2 separate regions of the Oryzias latipes genome follow, and region 2 is linked to region 1. The links are chromatin contacts, called in public Hi-C maps. All regions are on one chromosome and are shown on one strand. Each heading gives the region's core, a stretch centred on a gene start, on an enhancer-like site or on the middle of the called end of the contact. The rest is flanking DNA. Distances are from core to core; before and after follow the strand shown.

Region 1 (4,029 bases), core at 874-3,373:
ATGCTGGTAGAAATGTATTAGGTAGTGGTAGACAATGGAAGGTTTAATAGAATTCTGAAAAGGGACATGGATAGATGCAACACTACAGAAAGTTGCTGAATTTCTCTGATTGCGTCTTTAATATTTACTTTGATAACACTTCTATACATGTTATTGTTTTTGAATCCAACATACCAATTGCATAGCAGAGATTACTGATGAGCAACTGAGAACAAATAAGATGTTAGAAGAGTAAAACAATTTCTAATTATATTGCTACATTTACCCCAGGTATTTGATGCGTCTTCAGGAACGAGCTAACTGCGCATTCTTGAACACGCGTTTAGCATAATGGTTTTCACACTGGAGAAGCAGAGAGCTTACTCTTCTTTTTCTAATGTTTTCTATTGCATGTCGGCCATCTACAGTTGGAAGAGGCTCGGTGGGAATTGTCGAAGTCCGAGCCCCTGATTGGTCAAAGTCCTACCAGGTTAAACTTTCAGTGTGCATTGAATGGCCATACGTTTTGTATGTATAGCCTGAAAACAGTTGTAGAAACTGGTGTAGCAACACGTGAACCTGAGGGTTTTGAACAGGGAAGCCTGAAACGTGTATATATGTGCTTTTTTTAAATTTTTCATTGGAAGTAGTCACCTGAACAAAGCTTTGCACTGCTCCAAATAAACCTATAATACTACATCCATTTTATTGTCCTTCTCTTGGGTCAAATGGCGTTCCTGGAACTACGTTCAGTGTTCTTCTTATACTATAAATAGAAAGGTTGAACAAAGAACCTAAAAGAAGTTGGTTTATACAATAAAAAAAGTAGCTTATGATATAACAGTGGTGAAACATAGGATGACAGTCTTAAGAAAGGATAAATGATACCTACAAGATGAGGGGAAAAAAGCTCACCCAAGCTTCCAGAGGCCTCTACAGCCTTACAGCTGCTGATCAAGTGTTGCAGCACTGACTATGATAAGCCATCAGTAACCAGTGAAAACAAGTCAGGCATTAAAAATGTCTCAAAGCATATATAAACATACTTTTTTGTTTGCCTCCGACAATCAACACAGAACCTCCCTCATAAATAGTGACAGTTGTACAAAAAAGCCCTGATCCCGTCATATTTTGCAGCTGCGACTGGGGATTGCTGTGCTTATTGACCGTTTATTTTTGGCATATAACATACTTTTCACTCCATGCTTTGCTTCAAAAAAAAAGAAGCAAAAAAAAAAAACCAGTCACTAAGCATTTGTTCTACCAGGCTCTATCTCTTTATCCCCCGCTATGCTTTTTGATGCTGGAGAGGCTTTGTGTTATCTTGACTGCTGTTCCATTTGCATTACGACCATAATTATCCACATGTATCTGATAAGCACTATAATCAGCTTTATCTGGGTGACAGGCTATACCCCCCCCCCCCTTCTCTCTTGTGATTTAACATGTTTAACAAGAAAAGCAACTTCTACCCCACACTGTGCAAAAAAAGAGAAAAAAATACTCTTAGATTTTCACAAAAAGCACAGAACACAAATTTAAAAGCAGCTAAAAGTGTAAAACTGTGATGTTGGTAGAAGTTTCTAAGGGAAAGGAACTTTGCTAGTGCAATGGAAAGGACAGCATTTTTTGCATGGACAAAAGCCAACATACAAGCGCAGTTTGAGACAAAATGAAAACACCTGCTGGTGTTCTTTTAGTAATTCAATAGCAAATGCAAGCCATGGGGACTTTTCTTTTGAATGAAAAGCAGACTCCCTAAAGGTTCAGTCTCCAAAATAACAGATCAGACCTTTGCATTAGTTGAAATGCCAGACAAAAAGAGAAATTGAAAGAGCAGAACATCAGCTGTCCTGAAATATTTCATTTCCGTCTTCAGCTAATACAGCAAATGCTGGGAGCTGTGCATGTGCACATTTATTTGCATGGAACACACAGATGCACCCCGTATATCGGCATGCAAATATGCAAATGAAGCACAACTGCTTGCACAGGGTTCTTGAAAACCACATACATCAAAGGCATGAAGACACATGCGGCCAATACGCCAAACCAGGCATCTGGAAAATATCTAAGCCAGTGTCAGAGCTGCATAAGGGCAGCTGCAGTCCAACTGTGAAGGCATGTCAGGGAGACTGAAGAACAGCAAGGAGCCAGAAGGATGAGGTGAGAGGTGTAGTGAGCACAGCACCATGTTGAAAGAAATCAGCGCTACCTGGGGAGCAAGAGCTGGTACATTGTGTCCTACCACTTAGCCCTCACGCTGTTATTTTTGATGCATTATTGCCTCTGGCAGTTGCTTTTTAAGGGCGTTGTGTAAACTGTGCAATTAAATATTAAATGCTCCAGTGAATTAACCACATTTCTAAATGTTCAGACATTATTAGACAGGTTATATTTGTTCTTTTGAGTATTTTAACGAGCTAGTGAGGGTGGAGGGCTGCTGTTCAATAGAATGAAATGGTTGTCCAACCAGTTTAACTGTGGATGGGAAATAGAGGAAAAGCTGTTTTTTATAAGTCCAAGCACACTTTGAACCCAGAATTTATTGAAGATGATGTAGTCCTTTCTTTGGTCTTCTCACAAGCAGATCTCTGAGCGTAGAAAAACAACAACAGCTGGCTTCCACAACAAGAGGACGTGGATACAGGCTGTCTATACTGGGCATGTAGGTGGCCCCCAACAAAATTTTAGATCGTAGACAACCCGGTGAGCTCAGAAGACGAAAATGTTCAGGCACATTTTTTGCTACAGGCGTGCTGCAGGTATTAATGAACACTTATACATCACAAGGCTGAAGTAGGTGAGACTCAGGCGCACAGTTTTTCCTTTTCATTGCACAGTGCACAAGGGGCCCGTTAGTGATATTCAGGTCGTAGTTTGTGTGGGCATCCTATGGACTTCTTACATATCACGTGCACACCCCATGCATGGAGCATTTGCACGAGGTCAGTAAAGAGCCAGTACATGGATCTTACTAATGAACGGAGGGCTGCAAAAAGGTCACCGTAAGACAGCATCCCCTCTACGTCATAAATGTGTATAACTTATCCTTACAAATACTTTTACGATACACTTACTGCATGCACGACAATGGTACATTGTGGTGGCCGTACGAGCCTTAAGGGAACTGCAAGACACACCTGTGCTCCCTTTAAGATGCGCCTGGACCTCTCTACGATCCTTAACGATCCCGGATAACCAGAAAATCTGCATGTGACTAAGGCTTTTAGATAGTTACCTTGGGGAAAAAAAGAACCTTAACATTGCTTCTGAAATTGCCCGTTTTGAAGCCTGTGAAAGCACAAGACTGACATGAAATAACACAATGTGGATTCAAATGTTATTATAACCCATGAGAAAAAAACATTATGGCATGTAGTTCGGGTACAAAGAGCTGGAGCATGGTCATTGGACATAGGAGCCCATTGGCACAGTTGGGTGCTGGTTAGGCCTGTCTTTTGAAAAGACAGATGTCTTGGGGGCGTCCAAAGTATCAAGGGGGATTTTGGTACATGGCAGCATGTGACAAGGTCGTCTCTCCATTTGCTTGCCAGTGGAATGGCAAAGGTCTGCTGCAAAGAGTGGCTGTAGCTCTGTGACTGCCTGACAACCTCCCATGGTCCTGCAAGGAATAGAAGCCCTCCATCTTGTGTCACTGAGGGAACGTCTAGGACTGAAGTGATGCAGAGCAAAGTGCCCTCTCCTCCTTTGCAGTGTCTCTCCCTGCATCCCGGAAGCATCCATCACATTGTTCCCCAGTGGGGCGTGAGTAACAGATCGACTTTCCACCAGAGCACTAATCAATCCAACTCTCACTGCTGCTCTCTGGGAACATTTATGGTCAGACATAAACCGGGCCTTTGGGGCATCAAGGCACCCAGTAATCTTGCTAAGTGAGCAATATTTCCCATCTCTGGGGCAGCAGTTAAACACGGTTGGACCATAAATAGCCCAGTTAATCTGTGACCATGACTTCTTGACCAGTCCTTTACAGCCACAACCCCACTGGAACCAGGTTGAGCTACATATTGGACAAGACAATAGGAT
Region 2 (4,029 bases), core at 1,104-3,603, 99 kb before region 1:
GTGTCAAAACACATTTGACCTGTAAAGTGTTTTTATACAAGGAACACTAAGACAGGCCAACAAAAAAATAACAGAAATCTTTACATACAAGAGACATGACTTTTATTTAGAGGTCATTTCTCCTGGGAGATGCACCATGATATACCCCTGACTGCAAAGAAAGACTTCTGACAAACCCCAGCGTCTTGGAGTGAGAGCTCACACAGGGGTAATAGTCCATTTAGATAGTTGAAGACCAAAGCAGCAATGGATACTTATGGAACAACATCAATTTTCTCCTGCAATTTCCCTCCTGCAGGTAGTGGGATGTGGTGAAAAGGTGTGAGATCTGTTGCTACCCTGATGGAGAGTGCATGCTAAACCTCAAATCCTCCCCAAAAGCTAAAACATCAGCGGGATATCAAAAGTGGATTTTACAACAACATTAATGAAAAATAAAATAAAATATAAAAATAAACTAATGCTGGTTCTTTAGATGATTTCCTTGGTGAATTTTCTTCTAAACTCTTGTCATCTTTTCATAGCTTCTTCAATCCTTCTCCAGAACCTTCTAAATCCCTTTTGGGGTTACAGGGCTGCTGGAGCCTATCCAGGCTACTCTTGAGCAAAGGTGGGGTACTGTCTGCTGCAGTACCACACAATCGGACACATTCACACCTAGGGAAAATTTAGAGTCACCATTCAACCTATGAAGCATGACATTGGACGGTAGGAAAAGGCTAGAGTGCCCAAAGAAAACCCATTCATGCATGGGGGAACATGCAAACTCCACATAGAAAGGTCCCAACTAGGCTACGAACCGGGGCTTTCTCACTGTGAGGCGACAGCGGTAACCACTAAATCATAATGCAAGCCTTGATAGCTTCTCTTTTGGTGAAAAATGGTTAAGGCTTCAAAAAATAGCTAAAGTATTGTGGTATATATGACAACAAAAACACCAACTTCCTTAGTCACACAAAGCAAAAAAAAAAAAAAAAAAATCGAGTGATTTCTTTTGACCTTACTAGCTACATTTGAAAGGACTCTCCTATAGGGGGATCTGATCACAGGATCAAATCTATAGAGCCATTTGACCCTTGACCTCCCCAGCTAGTGCCATGGGAAGCCAGCTGATTACCCAGGGTGAGCCTGGGAGCTCTGGATTAGTAAAGTATTGATCTCCGCGAAGATGTGGGGTCCTTTGGGAATGAGAAGGAGAGAAAAAGCTCTGCCTGGCAGAAATATTATCGACCAGCAGGCCTAGACAGGATCTCACGCAAACCCATATTTGAGCTTGGGACCTCAGAGTTGGCTGTTCAAACAGAGGCTTCAGCAAAAGCCCCTTTCACTGAGGTCTACTGAGAGAGGACAGAGAATGAGAGTGAAAGAGGGTTGAAAATGACGGGCTTAAGAAGCTTTTTGCATTAGCCAGACAAACACAGGCCCCTGGTTCAGAGCTGACACACTTAAAGGAACACTCAACGAGGGCCACGTAAATCAAAACAGGGTGAGGAAAGATAAAGTCCTAAACCGAGGCCAAACTAAGCAGATTTTAACGTTACCCAGAATGCATGTTAACAGCACTGAGACCTGGCACAGCTCTACTGCACTTCCATGAAGTATGCGGTGAGGTCAAGGAGTAGGCGGGGGAGCAGGGGTGCAGTGCAGAAAAAGATTGATGGTGATAACAGCGTGGATAAACTTCAAAAGTACTCCCAGTTCTTGGTTAAATTAAATGACCTCTCGGAATCTACAAACCTTTGCATTTAGAAAGAAACCTAAGAGAGCAACAGAGCTGGCTCTGGTGCTTGTGTGATCCTTGGAGTCTTTTGGCAAGGGAAAAACAGACATTAAAGGCAGATATATGAGAGAGAAGGGATCATTTATGCAACTCAGAGAAAATAAGAAAACTGCCAGAAACCTGAGGGGACACGAAATACACAACTGTGCTATGAATGTAGTCATGGAAGAAAAATGGGTACTAGCATGAGACAAGAGGGTTGTTTCTTTTCCTGCATTCTGTCTTTTATAAGGCCGCTCTGCTCCGTTTAGTCTCTGCTGGTTGTGCGACTGTAGCTGGTGTGCAGTCTTGTTCCCCAGAGTTTTGTCAGCGGACACACAAAAAACGTGCACAATCCCAGGCACATTGCTGTGTTTTGACAGGGCCTCAGGCCCAGTGCCGCTGAGCTGCAGCAGCAGACACTGGGCATTGGAAATTTAAGTCGGGGGCATAGGAGAAATTAGGCGAGGAGGCAAGGAAATGGGATGTTGACTTGAACTGGCCCCGAGGGCAGCTGAGAGTCTCCCTGTGCAGCTCCGCTGGCTGCCTGACAGTTTGATGGAGCGAATGGAGGCTTCCCCGCGGCCCAAGCCGCCGTCTCTAACACTGATGTAGCTCAGTGAGAAACAGATTGAGCCTCCAGGCGTTGCTCTGTACTGCTACTCCCCTTGTCTCTCCGCTCTTCTCACTCTGCTGCTACTGCTAACTCTCGCGCCACACTAATCCAGTCAAGCCGGCGCGTAGAGACACACAAGGAAACATACACAGCAAATGCTTATAATTTTTCATGCAAAATGACACAGTGTATGCACACATAAAGACATTTGCATACAAAGAGATAATAGCAACACCCACAGAGAGCCTGGTTCCCTCCTTTTCTTTTCTCTCTATGACAGTAATGTGAAGAGCACTACAGATGCTGTTTACTAAGCTCTGGCTGACACACAGGGGGAAGAAGAAGAAGAAGAAGTAGAGGGAGGTGGGATAGAGGAAGAGGCAGAAGGAGTGGAGTCAGGGGGCTGGCAGGGCACCGCCATAATGAAAAGAGTCTGGCGACAGCCCACTGTGTGCTGGTCATGAGAAGCATGTGCTGCCAGGGGGCTCTACCGCTAATTTCAGGGGGCAGCCAAACGTTTCACGCTAGACTTGTCATCAGGCCAGAGGGGGCTTTCATGTGGGGTGACAGCGATTGCAAGAGGGTGGGTAAAGACTTTTGGAGAGGAGGAGCAGAGTGTAAAGGCCTCAGCTCCCTTCGTCCATGCCTGTTACTCCTATTCCCCTTTCTGCAATGATCAAATGTTATTGTGGGCACTCTCAGACGAGTGTCCTGTTGCAGCGACTCCAATTGGATTTAACCTCTTTATTCGTTTTGGTCTCTCCTGGGGTAGCCAAAGGCGGAACACACAATCCTCAAGGGGCTGCTGTATCAACAAAAGCAAGGCTACTTTTAAGTTTATGCTAGTGTAGATGACATCTTTGCTTTTACAACTATGCAATAACGTTTAGAAAATATAAGCATCCACTCCCTTTAGTTTGACGCTTGGATTTGTTTGTTTCCCATTATAATTAGGCGTCGTGTCAATGCGAACCGAGTCATAGAACAGCAGCGATTTTGCTGTAGCCAAGATCCAAAAATCTTTCGTTTTCTATAACACACCTACAGTACATGCTTTTTCCATCAGCACTTTTTTTTGTCTGCTCTAGATTCACAACGATTGGAATAAAGAAATACTCTGAGGTGTAATTTTGAGCTTAATTTTCTTTATAAATGTTTTACATAGTGAAAAAATGCCACAAGAACAAGTTAAGAAAATCATTTATATCAAAGTGGGTCTTTAATTAACTGGTATAACGCTATACACAGAAAGAAAGAAGGTACAATAGGAGCTGACTTGTTAGCTAATGTTAGCTTGGTAGGAATTGCCTTCATTCTTAAATTTAATATTCAACAAAAATTGGCTAAACCATCAGTACTAACCATTAATACATGTAAAAAAGTCTTGAATTTGTTAAGCTGACAGGTCGGAAAGAGGGATTTAATTCATGTCACCAAGGTCAAAGATCATGAAAAAACATAGGGGAGGCAGTACAGATTGTCAAGTCAGCTTGTACACCAGGGATGTAATAAAATAGGAGTGGAAGGGAGGTTAAAGAGCACGAGCTACTGAGGAACTGATCCAAACAACTAGTAGTCCCTCCCTGATTACAAAAAAAAGGCTGGGTCTGGTTTTAGAGCCAAGCAGGAGAGAAGCAAGGGTGAAATGTGCAAG

Evidence for each region. Hi-C and Micro-C count contacts between places; a contact is called where the count stands out from the background.
Region 2: a contact with region 1 is called in a Hi-C map of embryo, with 2.3 times the contacts expected there. The contact joins two enhancer-like sites. A contact is called at or near these places in 2 of 5 Hi-C or Micro-C datasets (both in embryo).

What each region holds. Positions count from the first base shown.
Region 1 is chr9:22,883,980-22,888,008 of ASM223467v1, reverse strand. The region is part of intron 2 of fbrsl1 (fibrosin-1-like protein); the gene reads right to left. Among protein-coding and RNA genes, the nearest start is that of fbrsl1, 140 kb to the right of the region's middle. Within about 2 kb of position 2,123, at least 3 of the 8 cell types and tissues checked have an H3K27ac peak or open chromatin away from gene starts, as enhancers often do. A contact at or near this core is called in embryo, where this site is marked.
Region 2 is chr9:22,983,120-22,987,148 of ASM223467v1, reverse strand. The region is part of intron 5 of fbrsl1 (fibrosin-1-like protein); the gene reads right to left. Among protein-coding and RNA genes, the nearest start is that of chfr, 140 kb to the left of the region's middle. Within about 2 kb of position 2,353, at least 4 of the 8 cell types and tissues checked have an H3K27ac peak or open chromatin away from gene starts, as enhancers often do. A contact at or near this core is called in embryo, where this site is marked.